Regions from separate parts of the Mus musculus genome. Here regions 1 and 2 are each linked to region 3. The links are chromatin contacts, called in public ChIA-PET maps. All regions are on one chromosome and are shown on one strand. The core of a region is the stretch at or near the end of the contact, and the rest is flanking DNA. Distances in the headings are between cores, read along the strand shown.

Region 1 (4,285 bases), core at 541-3,040, 250 kb after region 3:
ACAAGTACTCTACCAACTGAGCCGCATCTTCTGCCCATCAGGCAGCTTTTCACATTACAGTGTGTGAAGCATGCTATTTTCTTTTCTATATTACTTAAGAAAAATCAGTGTGGGGATGTAGCTCAGTTGGCAGAATGCTTGCTTGGCACGCATGAATCCTAGTACCACGTAGGGCATATCAGCACGTGCCTGTGATCCCAGCATTTGAGAGAAGGAGCTGTCTAATCTTATATTAGACAGGAGAATCTGGACTGCAAATCATCTTCTGTTGTATAGAGAAGTCAAGGCCAGCCTGGGCTACATGATAAGATTTGTCTCAAACAAAACAAAATCAGGACTGGGGAATATTTTTTTTTGTTTTGTTTTGTTTTTTTGTTTTTTTTTGTTTTTTTTTTTAGGACCTGGATTTTGGCACCAAATTTGTGGATAATTGTTTGGGTTTTTAAGATTAGTCCTCAGCTAACAGGATCAAGTTGAAGAAAAACTGCCGGTATTTTCAGTTTCTCCAAGAGACTCCCATGCCAAGGTCCAGGTGGTTTTTAGTCAGCTGATACTGGGATCATGGGAAAAGCTGCTTGTGTTAAGCGCGCAGATCATAAGACTGATTTATCCTTATCACATTATCATCTGATTCACTGTGTTACCCTCAGGCTTCTCTCAGGCTTTCTCCCCCTTTTCTAGGCGGCCAGAGCAGGCTGTCCGGAGTAACCCTGAAGGAGAAGAGCCTGTCTTTGGTGTCAACTTGGGGCCCTTGCAGAGGCAGCCTGAGCCTCCTAAGTCAGTGTGAAGAGAGTCAGAATGCACCCAGGCACTATCCATTAGGTTTTTAATGTATTTTGGATTCTATAATTTTAACGTGTGAATTTTATTTCAAGGACACGCCCCTAATACACACACACACACACACACACACACACACACACACACACACACACCTGAGTGTTGTGGCACACCCAAATGTCATCATTTGGAGGCTAAGGCTGGGTGGTTGTGAGTGCCAGGCTACTCTGGGCTACATAGTGACACCCTGATTCAAACGAAAGAACGAATCCCTCCAAAAACCACGTGACCCTCCAAAGCCTAGAAAGGAATTCCATTTGATATGATGCATTTCATTATATTTATATGCATTTTCATATTATATATTAATTATATCCTTTCTCCATTGTGGAAAGCGAATTAGTTCATTCAAAACTCTCTCCATATGTGAGTTGAAAGGAGGAGAGCGAGGTGCAGTCCCTGTTCGGTTCGCTCTGTAGACATGACTAAGATCGTTAGAATTTAAGATGTCGTTGCACATTGGTAAGCATAGACTGTGCCACGTGAACCACTGAACACACGTTACTACTTGGCATTCTTTTCTCCTTTCCTTTCTTCCTCTCTGTCTCTTCCTCTCCTTCATCTTTCCTTTCCTTTTCCCTCCCGTTCCAACATGTCCCCCACTCTCATCCCCTCCTGAGTCTTTCTCTGTAGCCCTAGGTAGCCTCAAACTCCACCGATCCTCCTGTCTCTCTTTGGATCTTTGTTAGTTTTTCTCCCCACTCCCACCCCTCATTCTCAGGACTTCCATGGCAGGGCCTTGAAGGGCTTTTGACATTTCATTTTGTAGAGCCAGGCTTATTTAGTTTGGTGGCAAAGTCACGGCTCACGAAAGTAAGTTGCTTTGCTGGTGTCACCTTTGCTTGAAGGAAACATTCAAAGTTGTTCCACGACTTCATAAAGCTCTTAGCAGGGGGTGGCCTTTGTGGTTTACAGCTTCACACTAAAGAGCAGAGCGAGTGTCAGCCTTTCTGTGGGGTCGTGCAGACGGCAGGCTGAGTCAGACTCCTCAATCCTTTCAGGAGTAGGTGTGAGTCATTCATTGGGCTTGCTTGGTGGAATTTCTTATTTAATCAAAATAATACGAAACTTTTTTTTTAAAGACAGGCTCTTCCTGGTGTTTCTCCACCCTGATCTGTCTGCCTGCGCCAGCCCCGCCCCTTCCGGTTCTTCACACTGCCATTTTCTTACCACCTCACTCCGGAGCAAGGCTCAAGCAGAGCTTTCTCCATTTACCTCTAAGGTGCTGTGATAAACTTCCCAAAGTTAGTTCTCTGCAGGCTCTCTCTCCCCTGCTAGAGTGAGTTTCTGGAGTAAAGATATATGGATTTTCACTCAAATATCTATGTCCCCTGTGCCCAAGCCAGTGCCTGTCTCTGCAGTTTTAGTGGAAAAGGGGATGGATGCGCTAGGAAACGTCCCTGCAGGGGGTTCAGAGTCCCAGAGCGAGCGATCCTGTGCTGACCACCTAAACACAGTGCAGACGGACCTCCCCCTCGGTCTCTCCGCTATTACATTTCCATATATGACAGCAAACTCTTCATTATCCCTGACACTAGGTATTAGTCAATTTTGGCCTTAACATATTAAATGGAAAATTCCAAAAAAAAATTAAATAAATAAATAAATAAAAAGTTTTAAGTTGTTTACCATTTCAAGTAGTATCATGATGTTTCTTACTGTCTGGTTCTATTCCACTGTGGCTATGAATTATCTCAGCGTCCAGCAGATCCACATTGTATATCCTACCTGCCCCATAGTTACCCACTACCTGTCTTGGTATCTAGTCTACTGGCATACTGTCTCATTGTTCATATTGCAGTGATCTTTACCAGGTTACTCTCTACCTGTATTATCCACCCAACTTCATCTGATCACTTAGGCACTGCATTTTAAAAAATGATTTATTTATGTATATTAGCACGCTGTTGCTGACACACCAGAAGAGGGCATCAGATCCTTTAGATGGTTGTGAGCCATCACGTGGTTGCTGGGAATTGAACTCATGACTTACAGAAGAGCAGCCAGTGCTCTTAACCTCTGAGTCATCTCTTCAGTAAAAGTGGTGTAAGAAAAGATTTTGAGCGGCTACATTCACATAGCTTCTATGCTGTTACAATTTTTTTCTGTCAATACTAGTTTCTGTTGTTAATCTTTTATTTTGCCTAATAAGTTAAATAACATAGGTATCTATCTATCTATCTATCTATCTATCTATCTATCTATCTATCTATCTATCTATCTATCATCTGTCTATTCATCCATAGTTAACCAGGAGGCAGTAGAATGGCTCTGCAGGTAAAGTGCTTGCTCTTTAAGCTTGAACCCTAGAACCCACACACATGCAGAAAGAGACAGCTGATGTCACACAGTCATACTCTGAGCTCCACACACGTTATACACAAATATGATAATAGTCAACAAGAAATAATAAAAAAAATTACAAAAAAAGAAGCCTTTGGGTCTTCGTGGTTTGAAGCTTCTCTTCTGGGTTGACAAGCATGTCCCCTGTGGGGAAGTGGAGGTCACTCTGCTTTAGTCCTGAGTTCTAGGCCTTGACGCCTCTGACCGGTATCCCACTTCAGTGGTCAATTTGGGTCAGCTGCTTTTTAAAATGTGGGAGTAGGAAGGAGATCCACGATGTGGACAGCATTGGGGAATGCACTAACATTACAGAATCTCATGCGTTAGAATGAGGGACGTCCCAAATCCCATGAGTTTGAACTAATATGTTCCCTTTCAGAGATGTCTGAGATTTTGAGGAAATTCTCAGTGCCTGAAATGTTTTTTTTGTGTGTGTGCCTGCAATAGAGTTGTAGTTTTGACCATAAGCTACATTTTTTTTTAGAGCCCATTTTTAAATGTACTTTCTTCTTAATGATACTTTGGTGAGTTGTAAGGGAAATTATGACAAATAGGGGGTTAGCATTTTAAAAAGTTCCAAAATAGTTTTGTTTTCCTATCTCCAACTAAGTGAATGTATTTGGAAAAAAAAATATAAAAGGATATCCTGGCTTTGGACTGCTGCTATGATTAGCACAGAGGTCAGCAAATGAACTGGATACTAGATTTTATATCTGACATATTGTGCTTATGAATTCAGGAAAGAAGAAGTTGATTAAGATCTTCTATTACGTTGTTGGGCATGGTGGCCCACACATCCCAGAACTCTGGAGGCAGAAGCAGGTAGATCACTATGAGTTTGAGACTGGCTTGGTCTACATATTGAGTTCCATGCCAGCCAGGGCTGCATAATGGTATCCTGTTTCCAAAAAAACCCAAACCAAAACAACCCACCGAACCCCCTAAAAACCAACCAACCAACCAACCACAACAACAAAACTTACAATTAACTTCTTTTTGGGGGGGATTTAAGGAATGTTGTTTGGCCTAAGCCTCCTAGGTTCACAAGCTCCAGGATGTCAACAGAGAGCCTCTGACTTCTTTCTTGTCCACTCTAGCAGTC
Region 2 (3,903 bases), core at 1,396-3,895, 160 kb after region 3:
TCCCCCCAACAGAGAAGAAAAAAATTGTGGAAATAGTGTGTCCCACGTTTTTTCCCCTCACATTTCTTTACTTGCAAAGACTCATTTCAATGAGTCGTTGGCTTGGTCCAAGGTCTCTGGCTTCTGCTATACTATCAACACTGGAACCTCGCTGGGACTCTTCCTGATATCCTGTTGTTGTCCCGTGGAGAGCCTGTAGTTTTGGATCGGGCTCTTTGCATAATTCCAGTTCATCTATGGGGTAGATGAAGAAGTGGGCCAACTCAAAGTCCTGGATCTGGCCTTGAGAGGTACCTGAGCTGGTCTGCCCTTGGGCTCTGCTGCACCCACATTACCAGGTTAAGCTCTCATACCTTGCCCTGGCTGGACTATCCAGTGACAAAGCCAGCAAGGGGAGGAGCCAACTCTCCCACTTTCATACCCTTGACACTAGTCCATGCCTACACCATCACGGCCAGCTCCACTGTGCTGCCCAGGTGAGATGCATGGTTCATACTCCCGAACGCTGCAGAAGGTGAGGGGCAGGTCAGCTCTCTTGCTCTCGTGACCTCAGCCGGGTCGGCTCCCCTGTCCACTGTAGGTCGCAGGGGCAAAGAGAAGAGAGGGGATCTCTCCCTTGCCTATGCCTTGGTACAGCAGACAAGAGGTAGGCCTGGTTCACCTACATTCAGACCCTTGGGGCTGGCTCACCCACCACCCCACCTTCAGGACCAGCTCTACTATAGTGCCCAGGCATGGTGCAGGGCCCACTTTGAGGGCAGCAGTAGGTAGGTGGCAGGGCCGGCTCTCCTGGTCTCATGACCTCGGGGCCAGCTCTCCTGCCTGCCGTACAAGGGGTGAGAGGTAACTTTCCCTCGTCCATGTCACCACACAGCAGACAAGTGGTGGGCCAGATTTTGCATGCTCATGACCTCAGAACAGGACATATTCGCCTGTGCCCTGCCACCAGGGTCAGCTCTATTGTGCTGCCCAGGCGAGGTTCAAGGCTGCTCTCCCAAGTGTTAGTTCTGCAGCTGGTGAGGGACAGGACTGACTTTCCTATTCTTATGACCCCAGGGCCAGGTCTCCCACTTGCCTCAGGTATTGGGGTGGGGGTGGGGTAGTGAGAAGACAGAGGAGGGAGGAAGGAGGAAGGAGGAGGGGGGAGATTTCTCTTCCTTGTCCATTCTATTGCATGGGTCAGCTCACCCGCAACTCTTGCAACCAAGGCCAGCTCTCCTGTGCTTTCTCGGTGATAAGCGGAGCCTGCTCTCCCTAGTACTGCGGCTAGCTAGGGGTGGAGTCAGCTCTCCCATGAGCCTGAGGCGTCTTTGGGTGTCTGGGGTCATCTCAGGAATGGTTTCAGGAAAGCTATGCCCCGCTCGTGCATTATGACTCTGGGCAGGGGTCATGTTGGGCACGGTCTGCCCCCACAGGGCTGCGCGCAACACGGGACTGTGGTCATCTCATGCTAGCTCCCTGCTCAGGCCCCATGGTGCCAGTTCATCTTAGGCTCACTCTTTGCCCGGGAGCCTGCGTGGCCCCATGCGGGGGTCATCTTTCTCAGGCTCATGCCCTCCTGGGACCAATGACCCTCAGAAGGGTTCTTCTAGTGTCCAGCTTTTTCCCTTGGTCCTGTCTCTGACTTGCTCCCCACCCTGGGAGACCATCAAGATCTGTGTGGTGCTAGATTAGCGGCTGTTTCGGGACATCTCCCTCGTCAGGGCCCACAGGTGCCAGAATGGTGGTCATCCCAGGCTTGGTTTTTTTCAGGGGGGTGTTAGGCTGCTAACACAGGTCAGAACACTCTCTCTGTCACTTACTGATACACATGTGACACAGTAGTCATACCCACAACGCCTCTAGGGGCGGGGCAGGTTAAAGGAAATCATGTCATTGGGGCTGGCTGAAAGTTCAGAGTTAATCCAATATCATCATGGCGGGAAGCATGGCACCGTGCAGGCAGACACAGTGCTGGTGAAGGAGCTGAGAGCTCTGTATCTGGATCCAAAGGAGGCAGGAGACTAAGCTTAGATTGAGTGTATGAGACCTCAGACCTCGCACCCACAGTTACAACTTCCTCCAACACCTACTCCAGCAAGCTCTCATCTTCTAACAGTGCCACTCCCTATGGGCCCAATCATTCAAACTTGAGTCTATGGGTGCCATTCTTACTGAAACCCCCACAGTGGGGCAAGCCTGCCAGCACTTGAGAAATGGAAGTTGTGAGATCAGAAGTTCAAGGACAGCCTGAGACCATTTTCTAGAAAACCACAAAAAAAAAAAATAAAATAAAATAAAAATAAAATAAAATTGACTGACCAAACAGCAAAAGGCGAAGGGACAAAAACTACCCTAGGGTATCTGGGATGGTTGAGACATATGAGGGAGTTAAAGGCCAATTAAATATTGCAGAAAAATAGGCTTGTAAACCCGAAGGCTCAGCAATAGAGCACTCTGAAGTGAAACACACCAAAGGGAAAATTCAGGTCATAAGGGGAATCAGCAAGCAGAAATTGTGGGGCAAGTCACACTATTTTAAGTACAGATGTGTAACCACAGTGGCCGAGGAAAAGAAGCAGCAAACGATGGCGACGTCCTTCCGAAGAGGGATGGAAACTACGAACCCACACGTCTAAGAAGCCCAGCCAACCCTGAGCACAGGAAGCAGCCATGACCACGGACAAGAAGCGAATCTTCAGAGTCACTGAGTGGGTGACTCGCACAAGTATATCCCTCTCAGACTGAAAACATCCCCCTCTGAAGCAACGCAACAGAGCATTTGGGAATATATTCAGAGCACCGAGCCTTTAAAAATAATTACAAAGAAAAATATGTTTTAGGGTGAAGACAAAATATTTTTCCCGACCTATAGAAGCTGAAATAATTGACCTTAATAGATCTGTACTAAAAAAAGAAAAAACGTGTGAAAGAAACCCCTCAGGTAGAAGGAAAATCAAAGGAAATAGGCATCGGTAAGTGTGGGTATTGGAGATGGCAGTGCCACCACCCGTGAATGGCTGCAGCATTGTCATCCTTAAACCTCTTTAAAGGCGAACAGACAGCTTACACAGACAGCAGCAACGTATGGCATTGCTGGTGTACATAGCAGCTGTCTGATGTCAGTAGCACAGAGCTGGGAGAGGAGAAGGGAAGTATTCTATAGGTTCTATAGGGGACTCTTACCCTGCATGTGCATGTGGTATAATTGGGTCTGCTTCTGGTGAGCATCCTGGCTGGTAAAGACACTATGAAAAATGTATTCGATTTTTAATGGGCTCAAATTAAATCTATAGATCTGCAATATTTTAAAAAATGATTCTAAGATTTCCCGTGATGGTCCTGTAGCTATTCTGGGGCACACAGATGCATGCTTTTGTATGATGAGGAAATTTCAGCCTTTTTGGGGTGGATGTTAAGGAATGCAGTTGCTGCATACGGCAAGGGTATGTTTAGTTTTGCGAGAACTTGCTGGGCTGTCCTAAGGAGAGGCTGCATCCTCTACAGCACTGAATGCAACTTCTGTCACTGCTCCTCCTGGCCAATTTGGTCCTAGATTTTCACTGGATGCCATCAGAAGCTGGATGCATTCTCTTAGACCTTTAACTTTGTGTTTGGGGCTTTGTTTTGTTTATTTTTGGCTCCACTCTGCAGCCCAGGTTGCTGTATATCCCGAGGATGGACTTGAACTCTTGATCCTCCAGCCAGCACCTCTCAAATGCTGAGATTACAGGAATGTGCTACCATGCCCATCTTAATAAGTAAGCTCTTTTAAGATTACCCTTTGTTTGTTTGTTTGTTTGTTTGTTTTTCTAGACAGGGTTTCTCTATGTAACCCTGGCTGCCCTGGAACTTGCTATGTAGACCAGGTTGGCCTCCAACACAGAGGCCTCTGCCTCTGCTCGGATTAAAGTTGTGGATCAC
Region 3 (3,823 bases), core at 423-2,922:
TTCCTTAGGTGTTGAGCCTTTACCTGCTCGTGCTGACTCAGCGACACTAGGCAGGATGGTTATGGACCTGTTTGCTTTAACCTTGTAAAACCTGAGTCATTGTAAAATCTTGGGTCAAATAATTCAAAGCCTTAATGCAGATGCACTAGAAAAGAAATGGTAAAGAATTGTTTGCATTTAAAAGAACTTGTGAAAATTGTAGAAAACCAGAATCATGTTTCAAGCTTGTTTGCCATAATTTTATTTAAAGCATTATTCACGGCTGTTCTGAAGAATGAAAAGATCAGCCACTTAGAATTCAAATTGGGGTGGTCAGAGCCTAGCCATCTGGCTCAATCTGTTTAAATCTGTTCTGCTTCTTATACCACTATTCTTTTGATATTTGCATAATCATAAGGACCTCAACACTTGAATACATAATCTAAAAATTATATAGTAAAGCTGGTAGCCTTGAAAATGTCAATGTGATATCTATATGTAGATAAATATATATAGTGGCCTTTCAGGACTGTCACAGTAACACTTTATTTACAGAGCTAATGTTTGTCCTAAATTTTCAGGACCCTAGAAGAGAGCTTTATACAATTACTGATGTGAATTTCTCTAAAGTGTATATTTTTGTGTCCAGTTATATTATTTAAAAAAGTGTTACTTTGTAAAAATGTACATAAAGTATTGTATAGTTTACACTGTTTTCATCTTGTGTGTGGTTACTGCCTAATGCTTTTTAAACTTGGAGCATTCACTATGATTAAATAAGGTCTCAAATGTAAATATTCTGTTAATAAAATTAAATATTTTAATGATTTTTTTCTTTTTAAAAAGGTCTTGATCTGTGAGTCCCTCCCTGTAAGGCCGGTTTAGGCTTTGTTACAGTAACAAATCCTCTTACCTTAACTTACCTTCTGCAATCCATTTGCTGCCCTCACCTCACCTCACCAAAAACAAAACAAAAAGCCTGAAGATAAAAATAACGAAGTGTGTAGGTCAACCGGAAATGCTTGATTTCCTAAGCACAGTTAGTCTTTTATTTCCTAAACATGCTTCTTGCATATAAAACGCTCAAGCCTCAGTGCTTTATTGACAAAGGTCACAGCTTTCAGAAATAGCAAAAAGCAACATTCTGATGGTTAACACATGTACAGTTATACAACACAAAACAATTTCAGACAAAAGCAGAAGAGGTAGAGCAGAGAGTTGGCGCTATCTGTGTGTGTGGACACTTAGCACAGAGACAGGTCACCAACACCCTGCGTGGAAATGAGCTGTCCTATCGTGGAAACAGGTTTATAAATAGTAAGGGGAGGGTATCTCTTCTAAAAAGCTATATATGTCTTGTATCCCTTTCCAAAGGCTGCCATAGCTCTTAGGTTTATTCTATAGTATTTACAACAGTCCTGTGCTGCATAGAGAGACTTCTTTCCAGAATAAGTGCTTTCAAGTAGTTATAGCAATATTCTTCCCATCACTGAACTGTGATAACAGCCCTCGTTGAAGACAGCTAGCAATAGCCATCATCCTGAAAGTGAGGCTAAAGATTCTACGTCACTGTCTCAAAATGTCTGCAACAGTGTAAAGTACTTGAAAAAAAATGTGTATAAATGTTTTGCCTAGAAACCACATGCATGCCTGATGCACTCTGGGTGACAAAATTGTGAGCTGTCATGTGGGTGCTGGGATTAGAACCCACATCCTCTGAAAAGAGTAGCTAGTGCCGATCATCACTAAGCCATCTCTTCAGCCCCTTGAAACTTAAAATATCACATGATTGTTAACATTTTACAGATAAGATTTTTGGGGTCTTGGAATTTTAATTTCCTTTGGGTGGTTGTCAACAAGAAAACAAAATTAGACCTCTAAGATTATAGAGGGTTGTTTTTGGTTTTTTGTTTCATTTTGTTTTTTAAAACTACTTAATTTCAAAGGAATAGTTCTTGGAAGTTTTTAATAGTGAGGAAGTTGTAATTTCCAATAGTTAACTCTCCTCCTGCTTTATTAACACTGATGACAAATTTTAATATTATAAAAAGTCCCATGAACTTTTATGGTGTTATTACACTGATGATCTTTATGGAATGCCCAGATGACTAAAGCACTTCAGTCATGTAAATACACTGTCCCAATGATTTTTATATAAAAATTATTTCAGAGAAAATGATTTACTCACTATGAATACTTAATTTCACTCAAAATCCTTAAGAGTGTCACTAGGTACATCAACCAAACTCCAAATGCCCATACCCAGGACTTGACTAGCACAAGGTCGAATACACTGTTTTGGGTTTGATTTTTTTTTTGGGGGGGGGGAAGGGGGTTCGAGACAGGGTCTCTCTGTACAGCCCTGGCTGTCCTGGAACTCACTCTGTAGACCAGGCTGGCCTCCAACTCAGAAATCCGCCTGCCTCTGCCTCCCGAGTGCTGGGATTAAAGGCGTGCGCCACCACTGCCCGGCTGGTTTGATATTTTTATCTTACTGATTGGTTATTTTTATTTTCTTTTTTAAGGGAGAAAGAACATAAAATTGGGTGGGTAGGAAACTGGAGACCATCTGGGAGGAGAAATTATAAACCAAATATATTGTGTAACTCAGGCTTGGTGGGTACACAGCTTTAGTCCTAGGTCTTGGGACACAGAGGCAGGTGGATCTGGGTTTGAGGCCAGCCTGGTCTACATACATAGCCAGTTCCAGGACAGCTTGAACTACATAATAATAGACCCTGTCTCAAAAAAAAAAAAAAAAAAAAAACTTTGAAAGTTGTATGAGAACTGAATGTAAAGTCAATGTAAGGCTCAATGGTCACAGGTGGAAGCTCTCCCAGCTCTCAGGTGGCAGATTAAGATTTTTTTTTTTTTACAATAAAAATGATCGAATGAATCACAAGTCTTCAGTTTATATTCCCTGCAGGTGTATCTTGATAAAGTGTCCCTAAGCAGACCAACTGGTAAGAATCTGATACAATCCAGTGACTTTTTGAAACATTCTGTTTTGTTCACAGAAAAAAAAATACCATTTACTCAGCATCCTTATCAATTTCCTAAATTTGTAAATGGCAGCAGTATTATAAAGGATCCAAATGACCTAACAGGAACCAGAAAAAAATTGATTTTGTTATCAATAGTCTGTTAAATCACTTGAATTCCTAAACTGTCGGTGAGCAGTAAAAGGTGTTGGATTAACTACTTGGTAACTGCCCAGGGAAGTAGGCTGAAGACGAGGAGGGGAGAACGGTGGGTTTGGAAGATAGCTGGAACGCTCCCAGCATGCCGTCTTTCTGATGGTCTGCAAGAGACAAAGCACGTAGCATGTCACTGCTTTAAGCACATGTAATGATCCACACTGTACCACTCCACTCACTCAGTCACAGGTCTCCTCACCTGAGTCACTCAACAGATTCTGGCTAAGTCCGCGTAAAGGAATGCTAGCTTCTCTTCTCTTCAAGTATTTGGATTCCAATCCTAAAGTTTCACCACTTAAAAAAAATAATTTTCGTCTTAATTTTCACTTTATTGTTCATTTTCTCTGTTGAGTGTTCCTAGTTGACAAGAAATCAAAATGTTCTAAAATACCTTAGTACAACATTTTTTGACCACCTAAGTGATCATATGATGCCTGAACAACTCCATACCTGTGTCCTCCCTTGGTGAAGGTCAAACATCATACTAAAACTGGGACAAAGACTACAAGAAGAATAAATTCTATGAGTACTGTAAGATTATATATATCACAGCAAAGATGAGGAGATGAGAAAATACAAAAGAAAGCAAGTTATATACTGAGAATATTATCTTGAGTTTATTGGAGTCAATACAACATACCACAACA

Evidence for each region. ChIA-PET counts read pairs in DNA pulled down with a chosen protein or histone mark.
Region 1: a contact with region 3 is called in an RNA polymerase II ChIA-PET map of effector CD8 T cells, with 20 read pairs. The contact joins two enhancer-like sites. A contact is called at or near these places in 2 of 115 datasets of contacts at active chromatin or transcription factors (effector CD8 T cells and memory CD8 T cells) and 3 of 9 other capture datasets (adipose tissue, liver and pancreatic islet).
Region 2: an RNA polymerase II ChIA-PET map of memory CD8 T cells shows a contact between it and region 3, with 7 read pairs. The contact joins two enhancer-like sites. A contact is called at or near these places in 1 of 115 datasets of contacts at active chromatin or transcription factors (memory CD8 T cells) and 2 of 9 other capture datasets (liver and pancreatic islet).

What each region holds. Positions count from the first base shown.
Region 1 is chr3:116,378,101-116,382,385 of GRCm38.p6, reverse strand. All of the region lies in intron 4 of Cdc14a (CDC14 cell division cycle 14A), which reads left to right. Among named protein-coding and RNA genes, the nearest start is that of Cdc14a, 44 kb to the left of the region's middle. Within about 2 kb of position 1,790, at least 104 of the 459 cell types and tissues checked have an H3K27ac peak or open chromatin away from gene starts, as enhancers often do. A contact at or near this core is called in effector CD8 T cells and memory CD8 T cells, where this site is marked.
Region 2 is chr3:116,464,568-116,468,470 of GRCm38.p6, reverse strand. It overlaps the pseudogene Gm26358. Among named protein-coding and RNA genes, the nearest start is that of Rtca, 42 kb to the left of the region's middle. Within about 2 kb of position 2,645, at least 37 of the 459 cell types and tissues checked have an H3K27ac peak or open chromatin away from gene starts, as enhancers often do. A contact at or near this core is called in memory CD8 T cells, where this site is marked.
Region 3 is chr3:116,628,165-116,631,987 of GRCm38.p6, reverse strand. Sass6 (SAS-6 centriolar assembly protein) reads right to left here. Exons shown (of 17, transcript NM_028349.3): 16 at 3,376-3,470; 17 at 1,002-3,280. The coding sequence ends at 3,174. It overlaps Mfsd14a (major facilitator superfamily domain containing 14A), which reads left to right. Exons shown (of 12, transcript NM_008246.2): 12 at 1-824. Among named protein-coding and RNA genes, the nearest start is that of Trmt13, 15 kb to the right of the region's middle. Within about 2 kb of position 1,672, at least 8 of the 459 cell types and tissues checked have an H3K27ac peak or open chromatin away from gene starts, as enhancers often do. A contact at or near this core is called in effector CD8 T cells and memory CD8 T cells, where this site is marked.